Linked DNA regions of Mus musculus: region 1 is linked to region 2. Evidence: chromatin contacts called from public Hi-C data. All regions are on one chromosome and are shown on one strand. Each heading gives the region's core, a stretch centred on a gene start, on an enhancer-like site or on the middle of the called end of the contact. The rest is flanking DNA. Distances are from core to core; before and after follow the strand shown.

Evidence for each region. A called contact is a pair of places that touch in the nucleus more often than the background predicts.
Region 1: a Hi-C map of LSK cells shows a contact between it and region 2, with 2.3 times the contacts expected there. The contact joins the enhancer-like site here to the promoter of Dntt in region 2. A contact is called at or near these places in 2 of 39 promoter capture datasets (pre-B cells and stem cell-derived epiblast-like cells), 5 of 484 Hi-C or Micro-C datasets (CD4 T cells, LSK cells, hematopoietic stem and progenitor cells and 2 more), 1 of 115 datasets of contacts at active chromatin or transcription factors (large pre-B cells) and 1 of 9 other capture datasets (liver).

What each region holds. Positions count from the first base shown.
Region 1 is chr19:40,811,779-40,818,006 of GRCm38.p6, forward strand. Cc2d2b (coiled-coil and C2 domain containing 2B) reads left to right here. Exons shown (of 35, transcript NM_001376940.1): 30 at 1,438-1,551; 31 at 3,992-4,126; 32 at 4,435-4,557. Gm33482 (a long non-coding RNA gene) reads right to left here. Exons shown (of 2, transcript XR_386708.2): 1 at 5,732-6,228; 2 at 4,987-5,548. Among named protein-coding and RNA genes, the nearest start is that of Gm33482, 3.4 kb to the right of the region's middle. Within about 2 kb of position 1,578, at least 45 of the 459 cell types and tissues checked have an H3K27ac peak or open chromatin away from gene starts, as enhancers often do. A contact at or near this core is called in LSK cells and hematopoietic stem and progenitor cells, where this site is marked.
Region 2 is chr19:41,026,556-41,032,697 of GRCm38.p6, forward strand. Dntt (deoxynucleotidyltransferase, terminal) reads left to right here and starts at 2,720. Exons shown (of 11, transcript NM_001043228.1): 1 at 2,720-3,086. The coding sequence starts at 2,884.

The sequences.
Region 1 (6,228 bases), core at 328-2,827, 220 kb before region 2:
AGAGAGAAGGGGAGGGGAGGGGAGGGGAGGGGAAAGGAGGGGAGAGAGAGAGAGAGCAGTGAAATAGAGAGAGTTAGTGGTAATAGGAGACACAGAGAGAAAGTGGACAGCAAAAGCTAAAGAGAGAACGTGTGTAACAAAGAGAAGAGTGGGAATAGCTGGGATATAGGAAGGATGGATGGCTGTGGGGAGGGAAGCCCATGAGCTGGAGGGAGGGTAGAGGAGGGGCGAGGAGGCCTAGGATGGACTTTGAAATGTGAAGAGGCACTTGTGATACTGAGGGAACACAGAGGCCAACATGGACTTTGATATCGTGGTAGGCACCATAGGCAGCCATGTGTCCCTTCTGCTAGAGGTAAGGGAAATGACTCCTGGTAGAAGGGAACCAGTTTCATAAGTTCCAGAGAAATTCTGGCTTTTATCTAAGTGTCAGAAATCTTCGGTCCAGTGTAAGCTCCCTTCTGGGTGTGTGGATAGTCTGAGAGACTTAACAGCTGGCAATTGAACATTTAGGCCCAAAGTTATTAATAGAAAGTCAGAATCTTTTTTTCAACAGAAGTCAGAAATCTAAAGGTTTACACAAAAGTTTTCTTTTAAAAAAATTCTAGGGCCAAGGCTGGGAGTAGTGGCCCATGCCTTTAATCCCAGCACCCAAAAGACAGAGGCAGGCAAATATCTCTGAGTTTGAAGCCAGCTTGGTCTACATAGTGAATTCTAGAACAGACAGGGACTCAAAACAACAACAATAACAACAAGACAAAAACACACACACACAAAAATGTCTAAGGACCAAACAAACATACTTCCATTGTCGTGGGCCTAGGCCACCAGGCTGCCTTTCCTGCTGTACCTATTCCTGTTTATCATACACGCTCGCTCAGTATCCTGGGTTGGATCTCTTATCTGTAGCCCATCTGTCTAGCTCTTTAGGGTAAGAAGTTTCTATTATGCTTCTTGATTGAGCATCATTTGACTTATATCTCTTCCTTTCTTTGAATCAAACACTGTATTGGTACAGGACAGACTGTAGCTCCAAGGCCCCAATTATCACTCTCCCAGATCCTTGTGTGATTATTTATCCAGAATGCACCCTTGGAAGCTCAGGGCAGTATATCTGCCTTGCAAGAAATGCCTTGTCTGGGATATAAATTGTCCTGCCACTCTGTACAGTATCCGTATCACCTATCCCATTATCTGAGTGGCCCGGTGTCCCAAGTTAATATTCTCTTCTTCTTACTCCTTATCAAAGTCAGAGCTTTCTGCTTTGCTTTTGTAGTAACAGCCTGATAAAGTGGAAGCTGGACTTCACGGCTCTAAATGCCTTGTTTACTGGACTCAACTTTCTCTTTCCTCTCTCCTCCTCTTCCTCTCTTCCTCCTCCTTTTAAAATACATTGTATTATTTTTTGTTCCTTTTTTTTTTTTTCCTTTTGCCCAGTGCTGCATTAGTTTGGCCATTGGAAATAAAGAAGAGCATGCCATACTTCTCTGTAATTTCTTTCTGTACTTCGGGAAGAAGGCATTGGTGACCCTGGGAACCTCAGTACTAGAAGTAAGTGCCGGGAAAGTGTGAAAGAAACTCAACCACACTTAAGCCGCCAGTCTGGGAGACTTCCCGCTCACCCGCTCACCCGCTCACCCGAGAGCTTCAAGGGCAAGCATTTGTGACCTGAGGGTAATGCTGGCACACCAACATTTCTACAGTGCAAAGAACAGTTTCTACTTTTCTTCTTGTAAAATGGGGCTCTTGGCGTGGCCTCCGGGAATATAAAACCACCTCACACCCCAGCAGCTGTCTGTGGCAAATGTGCAGTGAATGAGATAAGGGGTCATGCGGCATCCCGGGCGTGCCTGGCTCTGTGGCTGTTCTCATCCACCACCACCGTCCGGTTTCAGAAACTACACTGTAAGGCTTGAGCTAACTCTCTAACGATGTCTTCTCTGCTTCTCCAGGATTTAACACTTTACATTACACTTCTGAATATATTCCGGCCTGACGTGGATATCTGGCCACGTTTCGGCATTTCCAGTCTTACCTTTTGCTTATTTGTTTTTTTGTTTGTTTATTACTATGATATGATTTATTTCCCAAGATCCCTTGCCATAGCTTATTATTTGTCAAATTTGTTAATGTCCCCTTTGATCCACTACCCTGGTTGTAAGTGCTAGTAGGTGGCACTAATAAGATCTCAATAAATAACTCTTACTTGATCCACAGAGAAAATCCACAGCAGGCAGGTTCCACCTCAGTTGGTGGATGAGGTGAAACGGGAGACACAGAAATGAAGAGCAAGCACTCTGAGCCAGAGATGTAGAGACATCGGGACAAGGACAACAATGGGCCAAACAGTGTCCAGACTGGCTTGGGTTTAAAGCCAGCAGCTGGGCAGGAGAAGTAGAGACGTAGGGACAGGACGGCAATGGGCTGAGCAGTGTCCAGACTGGCTTGAGTTTAAAGTCAGCAGCTTCACTCAGGTGTGGGCTAGGCTTTGTTCACCTCTCCATCCTGCTAACCTCTGCTGAAAGTGTCACTCTGCTTTTCACTGTCACTTTAGCCCCTTAAACTCCAAGTCCTCATTAAAGAGGGTGCGTGATAAACATGCCTACCTTCAAAACTGAGAGTGAATTAAAAGGGGAAAATCAGTATGAATCTTAGCATAACCAATAAATATTAAATATTACTATCATTACTTGAATTATTTATTTTTCCACTAAGAAAGTCTCAACACTATGAGAAGATACATGTAGAGCAAAATAATAACCATTTTAAAAAAAAAAAACTTTTTAAGGGGCTGAAAAGATGGCTCAGCGGTTAAGAGCACTGACTGCTCTGCCAGAGGTCCTGAGTTCAATTCCCAGCAACCACATGGTGGCTCACAACCATCTGTAATGGGATCTGATACCCTCGTCTGGTGTGTCTGAAGACAGCGACAGTATATCCACATACATAAAATAAATAAATACTTAAAAACAACTTTTTAAAATTGTATTTATTATTTCACAAGTCACATGCCACAGCACACACATAGTGGTCATAGGAAAACTGGAGAGCTTTCTCCTTCTGCCTACACAGGTTCCTGTGGCCAGGCCAGCAGGCTTCTACCAGCTGAGCCTTCTCATTGGCCCCATAACTAATACTTACTGTCTTTTTCTAAATAAATATTATTGTTATTAGTATGTATGTGTGTGTATGGGTGGCAAGGAGATGTGCCAGGGCACACACGTGGAGGTCAGAGGGCATGCTGTGGAGGTCAGAGGGCATGCTGTGGTGTTTCCCTTGGGCTTTCTCATGGGTCCCCAGGATGGAGCTCATGTTACTGACTAGCCCTCCATGGTAAGTGTCTTTGCCCACTAAGATGCTCCCCTGCCCCAGGCTTCTTGTCCATTAGACTGCTTTCCTGTATACTTTACCTCCTAATTCCAAATCTTTCTCTCAGTTTTAATTTAGTGGATTTTAAACTCCTTCCATGATTCCCTCGGAGCCTTAGGGAATAATCTTACTTAACTGTTTATCTTATTCGGCCTGGTATTCAGTCTGCAGGTATATGCTAACCAAAGTTGAGTTCCTACAGCACTTTTGTGTGAATTAGACAAAAGTGGCCCAGTCACAATGCTTTAGGAGTATCTGTTAGAAAGCCGTCATAGCATACTGATTTTGTTAGAGTAACATGTCTTATTGCCACCAGTACACCCTACAGAACCTCTAACAGTGACACTGGCTCATAGATTCTCTTATTTAAATCATCATACTACCTGGGTCTGAGGATTTCTGAAACTTTCTTGACTTTGATTTTTGTTGTTGTAGTGGTTTGGTTTTTGTTTTGTTTTGGGTTTTGCTGTTGTTTTTCCTCCTTAAAAAAATAAAAACAAAACAAAACAAAACTTTTTTTAAACCCAAAGAAAGCTTTACAACTCAGAATAACTATAATTTTTTTTACATATAGAAGGTAGTCAACAAATACATTGTATGACGAATCTTTTTCCTTATGCAGGGCCATGTGGCTTATGTGTTAACTCAAGAAACTGACGAGTGTTTGCTTTGGAATCCATCGACGGGGCAATGTCATAAGCAGTTTGACCCATTTTGTCCCTTGCAAAGTGTAGATTGTTTGTTCAATGATAAAAATGTAAGTATATGAATAAAAAAAAACCCTCAAGTTATTTCTTCACATCATCCTGAGCACACATTAGAGTCTCCCGGGAACTTGGAAGTCATGGCACCCACTAGTCTGTGGGGTCAGGGATTAACCCATCGCTTACCCTGACCGCCAGTCTACAGAGCTCCCAGAGCCCTGGAATCTGCTCCTCCCCCACAGCCCCCTTGGCTTCAGACACTTAAGCTGTCTACAAGCCTGAAGAATTCTGCAGCATCCTTCCCTACTGTAGTCTTGTGTTCCTGTGGGCTTACGGTGTCTCCTTGTTAATGGTTTCACAGGTCTGGTTTAATATTCAACAAAATAATACACCAATGGCTGTACAGTTTGACTACTCAAAAGAGAGCTTCTGGAAACAGCTGCTTCCAAAAAACGTCCAGGGGACCAAAGCCCAGAGCGTACAGGTAAGACCAAAGCCCAGAGCGTACAGGTAAGACCAAAGCCCAGAGCTTACAGGTAAGACCAAAGCCCAGAGCGTACAGGTAAGACCAAAGCCCAGAGCGTACAGGTAAGACCAAAGCCCAGAGCGTACAGGTAAGACCAAAGCCCAGAGCGTACAGATAAGACCAAAGCCCAGAGCTTACAGGTAAGACCAAAGCCCAGAGCTTACAGGTAAGACCAAAGCCCAGAGCGTACAGGTAAGACCAAAGCCCAGAGCGTACAGGTAAATAGTCCTTCGGGTGTATCTGCATGAGGGTGAGTATTGCTTCTAATCTTTGTTAGTTGTGACAGCCCAATTATGGAATCACTCAGCAATGCTCACTCAAAATGAATCTTCTCTGCCATCCAGCTTATGCTTGGCCTACTTTGATGCCTTTCCTGAATCTTCAGGAAAAAAAAAAACATGATTTGAGAAAAAGAATGTCATCTCAAATGATATTTAGGTCTTATAACCTTTCCCGTCAGAAATAAAACACATAACATTCAAGACGGCATGTAAGTTTTCATGTCATGTGATGATCAAGTATAAAAACCGATAAATGAAATTGCTTCTCTGGACTCCAAACCACAATGCTTATCTTGTAGAATGAAAATAGGACAGAAATAGTATCCATTGGTAGGGGTAAAGCATTATTTTGAAATAAGATGGGAGGAAAATGGCCTGGTGTCCAGGAATGAGGAGACCAGCTTAGCCCAGGTATCTACATGTCATGGCTGGGCAGACCTGTGCTGCCATCAAGTAGCACTTTCTGGATTGAGGACCACAGGGTGGCAGAGTGAAGGCAAATGTTCAGCCTCACTTAAAATCAGGGAAATTTAAGAGTAAAAGATGTGTATTCATAGAACTGTTAACAAAAAGCAGAGAAATGGTGGAGGTATAGATTACCTGGTAATATGATAAAGTTGAACTTGCTCAACTTGTGATCTTCCAGTTGAACCATCTAGCTGTGTGCCCTGGAGAATATGCACAGGTTAGAAAAACACAATGGTCAGCAGAGAAAACAGCAAGGAATTGGAAACAATTCCCAATTAGGAAATTAGTCTGTGAGTTGTGAAATATGCATACAATGAATTCTTCCACAGCAGTGGAAAATGTTTGAACAAGTTTGCAGTAGTTCTCAATCTATACATTATTACCTTGGGATGGATGGCGAATCTGCATATCAGTAGGTTTTTTAAGCTCTCCAATTACAATTTCCAGTCAAGGTTGAGAAGCACTGGCCTAGAGCTAAGCATAACAACAAGAATGGATATAAAAAGCGTTATAGGAAGAAAAATAAAGAGGATGTGAAATAACGCACAAAGTACAAGAGTACTTAGTGAAGTTTGAAACCGACATTGTGTATCTATATGTGCATATACACTATTCACGTATACACGCTTTTATATACAATAGATTTGTAAAGGCATTTATAGGAATGCTAAATACCAAATGCATGTTAGCCGTTACCTTTAGACTGGAAGGGGAAGGAAGAACAATAACAGAAGTATATATAGCAGAATAAGGAGTACGGTATACATGTGCTGACTCTGAGGAAATACTTCCCGAAGACTTTACCTCAAGGATGCTAGCCTCTTCTTAATCCCAGCTGATTCTTCAGCCCCAGCTGACCAGACACCACAGATTATTCACA
Region 2 (6,142 bases), core at 1,470-3,969:
AAGTTACTATTGACTCTTACTTAAGGTTCTCCTCTGTGTCACGCCTTCTGTACGGGGGTGAAATGGGCTATCTCAGTTCTTGATTTAGATGTGGGGAAAACAGGCTTAAGGAAGTGAAGCAACTACGCAAGGTCACAGCCTCCCAGCTGTGCAGATGGGAGCTCGTGCATCCCTGGCTGCATCCTCTGTCTGTGTGCTATTCTCTGTTCCTATTGCTGCTTCTGTGGTCTCACATTGCTGTGCAGATAGAAGCTTGTGCATCTATGGCGGCATCCTCTGTCTGTGTGCTATTCTCTGTCCCCGTTGCTGCTTCTGTGGACTCACGTTACTATGGGGATGATACCACCCCGGGGCCTAGCTAGAGGACTGCCTTGTTCATGCTGTCAGACCACTTGGAGGCTAAGACTAATTCTATCATGTAGCTGTCTGAAACCAAGCATCTAACAGGGGGCCAAAGTGTGTGTGGGGGGAGGCTTGTCCCCACTCATTGGTCTCTATCAAGCAAACATTGCACCCTAGTCTCAGAGAGCTGCACAAAAGGCCCCTCCAGATGATTAAGTTCCTTCTGCTACATGTCCGTGAACACCGTCAAGGTCTCTACCACACAGGGAGCCCACTCTGCACTTTTGACAGGTGTAGATACTTGCAGAGAGCCAAAGTCTGTTCACTACAGCTCTCTGTCATTCTTGCATGAAACAGCCTTGTGGATGCCCGATGGCAGCTGTCATAGCACCCTCCTTTGGCAGTGCTGAGGTGCTCATGCGTTCATACGCTCTTGAAGGCAGTAAAAGTCCCAAATGCTGTGGTGGAATACATGAGAAGGGTCCATATTTATTACTGGGTAAGGAGGCATGACAGAAGGAGGCTGTTTGGTATGTGTATGTGTGTAAATACATGTGTGTGTGTGTACACATATATATTTGTTTTTGCTTTTTGTTTTTTGTTTTTTTTTTTTTTTTTTTTTTTTTTGTTTTTTTTTTTGAGGCAGGGTTTCTCTGTGTAGCCCTGGCTGCCCTGGAACTGACTCTATAGACCAGGCTGACCTTGAACTCACAGAGATCTTCCTACCTCTGCCTCCTAAGTGCTGGGATTAAAGGCATTGTACTACCAGTCTGGTTAAGAGCATACATTTTTAATTTTGATTTTTTAGTTTATGTGTGCATGTGTGTGTGCACGTGCGCGCACACACACCCACACACCCACACACATACGCGCCCTGGTACTTCTATGGAGATCAAAAGACAACTTGTGTGAATCAGTTTCACGTTCCACTGTGCTAGCTGCTGTGGTGAAACACAAAGTTTCGAGGATGGGCAGCAAGCTCCTTTACTCACTGAGCCATCTCACCGGCCCCAAGAGTATATACATTTTGGAGTCAGACAAACCTGACTCCGAGTCCTGACTCAGCCATTTCTTAGTGGTGGCTACTGATTTGTTCTGTGACTTTGAGCAAGTTGCTTGCGGGGCTGAGGATCTTCTCTGCTGCATCTCGCTGCCTGTATGGTACTTTGTGGGCACTGACAACCCCCCCCCCCCGTATTATATGGGTATCTAGCTGGCAGTATGGTCTTATAAGAATTCAGTCAGCAAAGGTTTTGAGGTCTTGCCTAGGTCCTGTAGTAGGTGTTCCAGAAGTGAGACCTACTAAGTAATATTAACTAAAGATGAAATTTTCATTTTGCACAGGGCTGTGAAAATGTCCCTAACTCCATGCCCATGACTCTTCTCCAAAACTCATCTCGTCTCAGAGACCTATGTTAGTTATGTAGCGACCACTCTCTGGAAACTTAGTGCACTGAAAAAATAGAAACCAAAAACAAACTAAGTTGCATCACGGTTGAAGTCTGAAGAACTGCATTCATGATCTCATTTGCCCCATACTCTGTGATCTGCAGTGTCTGAACCTTAGCTTTCTATAAAATGTGCTCACACACGGGAGCCTGTGGTCCTGTGCCCACTGCAAAACGATAGTAACTAAAGCAGCAGAGTAGACAGAGCCAGGAAAATCACAGTTATGGGCTTGTTGGGAAAAAAGTGACCATGGGGCCAGGAGAGATAGCTCAGTGGTTAGGAGCACTAACTGCTCTTCCAGCAGGCCAGAGTTCAAGTCTCAGCAACCATGTGGCAGCTTACAACTGTCTGCAATTCCAGTTCCAGGGAATCTGACACCTTCCAACACCAATGCACATAAAATAAAAAAAAATTAAAAAAAAAAAAGCAACCAGCAGAGTGAGAAATTCAGGTGGCATTCACGTGAAATCACAACAGCTGTATGTAACACATCTGTGCCAATTACAGACATCCAGTGTACCATAACGTAGGTCCGAGAGAAAGAATAGAAGTGAGCTAGAGTAAAGCAGGAATCAATGAATAAAGTCAGCAGGAGCAGTTAGATGACTAAGTGGTGATGATAGAAGCTTGCTACCAAGACTGACAACCCACGTTTGATTCCTGGGACCTACAACGGTGGAGGGGGAAAGATGCCTCTGACTGCCACACTGATGTCATGGCATGCACACACATGCCCCCTTGCGCAGTAAGCAAATGTAATACATTTTTTAAAAAATGGCTTTTAAAATGCAACCTAAAGGGTTTGAACATGTCTAAAGATAAATAACAGTACTCAACCAGTGGCGAGGTCCCCCTTTCTTCATAAGTTTATTCTGAGGTACTGCAGAGATCAAGTGTATGAAAACCCAAGTTCACTGTTCTTTCTGTCAAGAGCTCCATTTTGGGAGAAAGGACCTGATCAGAGTGAGACATTCCTTCAGCAGGAAGTTGTCACCAGGGTGGTACCTATGGGTTTGCTGGTGAGAGGACATCAGAGCCCTCATTCTGGAGACACCACCTGATGGTACAGACAGAGCTAGACTGTCTGCTTCCATGGATCCACTGCAAGCAGTCCACCTGGGTCCTCGGAAGAAAAGACCCAGGCAGCTGGGCACCCCAGTGGCTTCCACGCCTTATGACATCCGATTTCGAGACTTGGTCCTCTTCATTTTGGAAAAGAAGATGGGAACAACTCGAAGAGCCTTCCTCATGGAGCTGGCCCGAAGGAAAGGGTTCAGGGTGGAAAATGAGCTCAGGTAGGACAGCCCTGGTCACTTTGCAAGCATGCAGGAGCCCTGAGGACGTCCCCAAGGGACCCAAGGGGCCAGTTGGCTAAGGGAGATGAGTGGGGACTAAATGAGATTATATAGAAACTAATTGGTACCAAAAAATAATATTTTTAAAAAAAAATATGGCTTCCCATGACTGACTCTGAGATTAAGTATCCAGGAGTGATAACCAGAAAACTAGTCAGAGAACCACATAGAAACCACTCGATTCCATTCTGTACCAAACTGAACCAACACCATTGGGTTCAATTTTTTACATTGCTACTTTGGAGCAGGGAGGGTGTTCTGATTGTCTGGCTCTGACTTATACACACCTGCTCTGCTAAGGGTCTATGGTGGGCTAGGCTGAGGTGAGTCACCACAGGTACCTTACTGGCCTTGGTGATGGTTTTCCAAAGGGTGGTCCAAGTGGGCTTCAGGAAGAGATGCTGGTTAAAGATGTTTGTCTAGGGGTGACAGATGGCACCCCAGTGTGCTATGATCAGAGTCTAGGCAGGGAGGTGATTGAAGCTACCATCTGCACTCGTTCAGTAAGCACCAATTATCATTGTTTTGCTGACTATTGTGTACGTTCACTCTCTTGACCCAATGAAAAGAATCAAAGCGATTCAGAAAGTCCCAGTAAAAGGCCCTGGTGTGCCTGACGGCTGCAGACAGAAGTGTTGGGGTTACAGTGGGAGTGGGGGGGCACTCAGTTCACTGCCTTCAGCCATGCAAGTTGGGAGGGGTGCTGAACATACCGTGTCAGAGATGATCTGACTTTTACACTTGGGATTTTGGAAAGTCTTTGAATTTAAAAGAAAATTGCCAAACGTTTCTTGCTGATGAAATGCTGGCTTTGGAGACATTGAGGAGACACATTTCCAAGGTCAGTACTCAGGAATTTCACACTCCACATGCCCAGCTGAGGGGATCTTTTTAGATTTTTTGCTAAAATGTCCCCAATCAAAAATTCCTGAGGTTCTGGGCTTCTCTCTTTTCTGAGTCTTTGTCACATGGTCTCCTATTTTTTGTTTTAAGTCATCACAGCCACTCTCAACTTCATTCCTTGATGTTCTTTTCACACAATCCAATATTTCAACTCGTTTTTGAGTATAACTAATCTGTTAGCCTTATGTACAGTGTTAGCTTTAAAAGAGAAAGAGATTAGATAGGTAAAGGGGGAGGGATAAAACAGAAAAAACATCTTCAAAGAGAAAGTTAAAAACAGAAATCAAAAGTTTTAGCAGCTACCAAGATGCTTTTCATGGTAAAGGAACTGAACAGGGACCAGTCAGGAAAGGGAGAGCCATCAGGCAGGGTGCCACTCACTCAGAAAGCTCTCTGATAAAAGGTCCATACATCTGTTGGAGGCCCATGGACTGAGTCACCAATGGAGCAAATGAGCCGAGGCAAGTGTCAGGGGTGATGATGATCACGAAGCAAGTATCTTTGCTGGAGAGGTGAATCAGAGTGGTGCCCCAGATGCCAGCAGCCAGAGCTATGCCTGCTGCTGGGGAGACAGGAAATGGGTGAGCAAGCCGCTGCTGTGCTCAGGATGGAGCAAAGTTCTCAGGCGGAGAGCACAGACACTTTCAACGTGTGTGTGTGTGTGTGTGTGCGCGCGCGTGCTGTAGGAGGAAGATGAATCACAGGAAGCAGAAGCCCCGACGATAACAGAATTTCTGTGCCCAGATAAAGAGTCATTAATTACTGTAGGGAGAACCTTTAGGCTTCATCTCCTGGTGCTGGCCCTTTCCAGACCAGCAGTTCTATACAGCCCCCCCCCCCCCGCCGCACCCCTGCCACCCCCCCTTCTCCCTAACCGTGGCACTCAAACCAATGTTCCGTCTGATGTGATGTTGAGGTGAGAAGAAGAATGTCAGAATCCTTTGTTAAACTTCACTGTAGTATGAGTGTGAGTCTGGTTAAATAGTTAGATCCATTGGCCTGTACAGCCAGACCAAAAGAAGGTTGTTTCTCCCCTGTATATACCAGATCAGTCTACAGAAACAAGCAGAACAAAGACAGGAAGGCAGTCTATGAAAATGCTATAAGCAGTTATCTGGTGTGGGAAGGTATATGATCAGATTTTCTGTGTCTTCCAATTTTTTTTTTACAACAGATATACGTTTGTTCGTGTTTGTTTGTTTGTTTGTGAAACAGAGTCTCTCTAGATATCCTCGCTGTCCTGGAACTCACAATGTAGACCAGGCTGGCCTCAAACTCACAGAGTTCCTCCTGCCTGTCTCCCGAGTGCCTCCATACCTGGTCTTTGACATGGACATAAGTCTGTGTCCCTCTTGGAGGCCTGCTGCACACAGAGGCATCGGATCTCCTGGAATCTGAGCGGCAGATGGTTGAGAGCTGCTCTATGGGTGCTGGAAATCAAACCTACAAGATGGCTCAGTGAGTGCGCGGGCTTCCTGCCCAGCTGACAATCTGAGTTCAATCTCGGGGAAGCACATGGTGAAAGGAAAGAAGCAGACCCCATGAATCATCCTCTGACTTCTCCACACATACCAGAAGTAAATGGTTAAGAAAGAAAAAAAGGTCTTTTAGTTTGGGGCTTGAAGGGATGGCTCAATGGTTAAGAACACTGCTTGCTCCCCCAGAGGACCCAGGTTTGATTTCCAGCACCCTCAGGGCAGCTCACGACCATCTACAGCTCGAGTTCCAGGAGATCCGATGCCTCCAAGAGGGACACAGACTTACATCCAGGCAAAACAATTAGACGCATTAAAATTAATTTTTAATTTTAAAAAGTTAAAAATAAAAATGAAGATAATAAAAAAAAGCTATTTTAAAAAAGGAAAGAAGGAAGGAGAGAGGGAGGGAGGGAGAGAGAGAGAGGAAAATTCTAAGGGCAGGCAAAATGGCTGAGCAGGTTGAAGTCACTTGCTGTACAAGCCCGACACCTAAGATTTAACCCTTGGAACCCCAGTAAAGGAGGAAGGAAACCAGCTCTACAGAGGTGATTTCTGACCTGCACATGTGCTCCATGTCATATGCTAATGTACATATACAATCATTGTAATTACTGC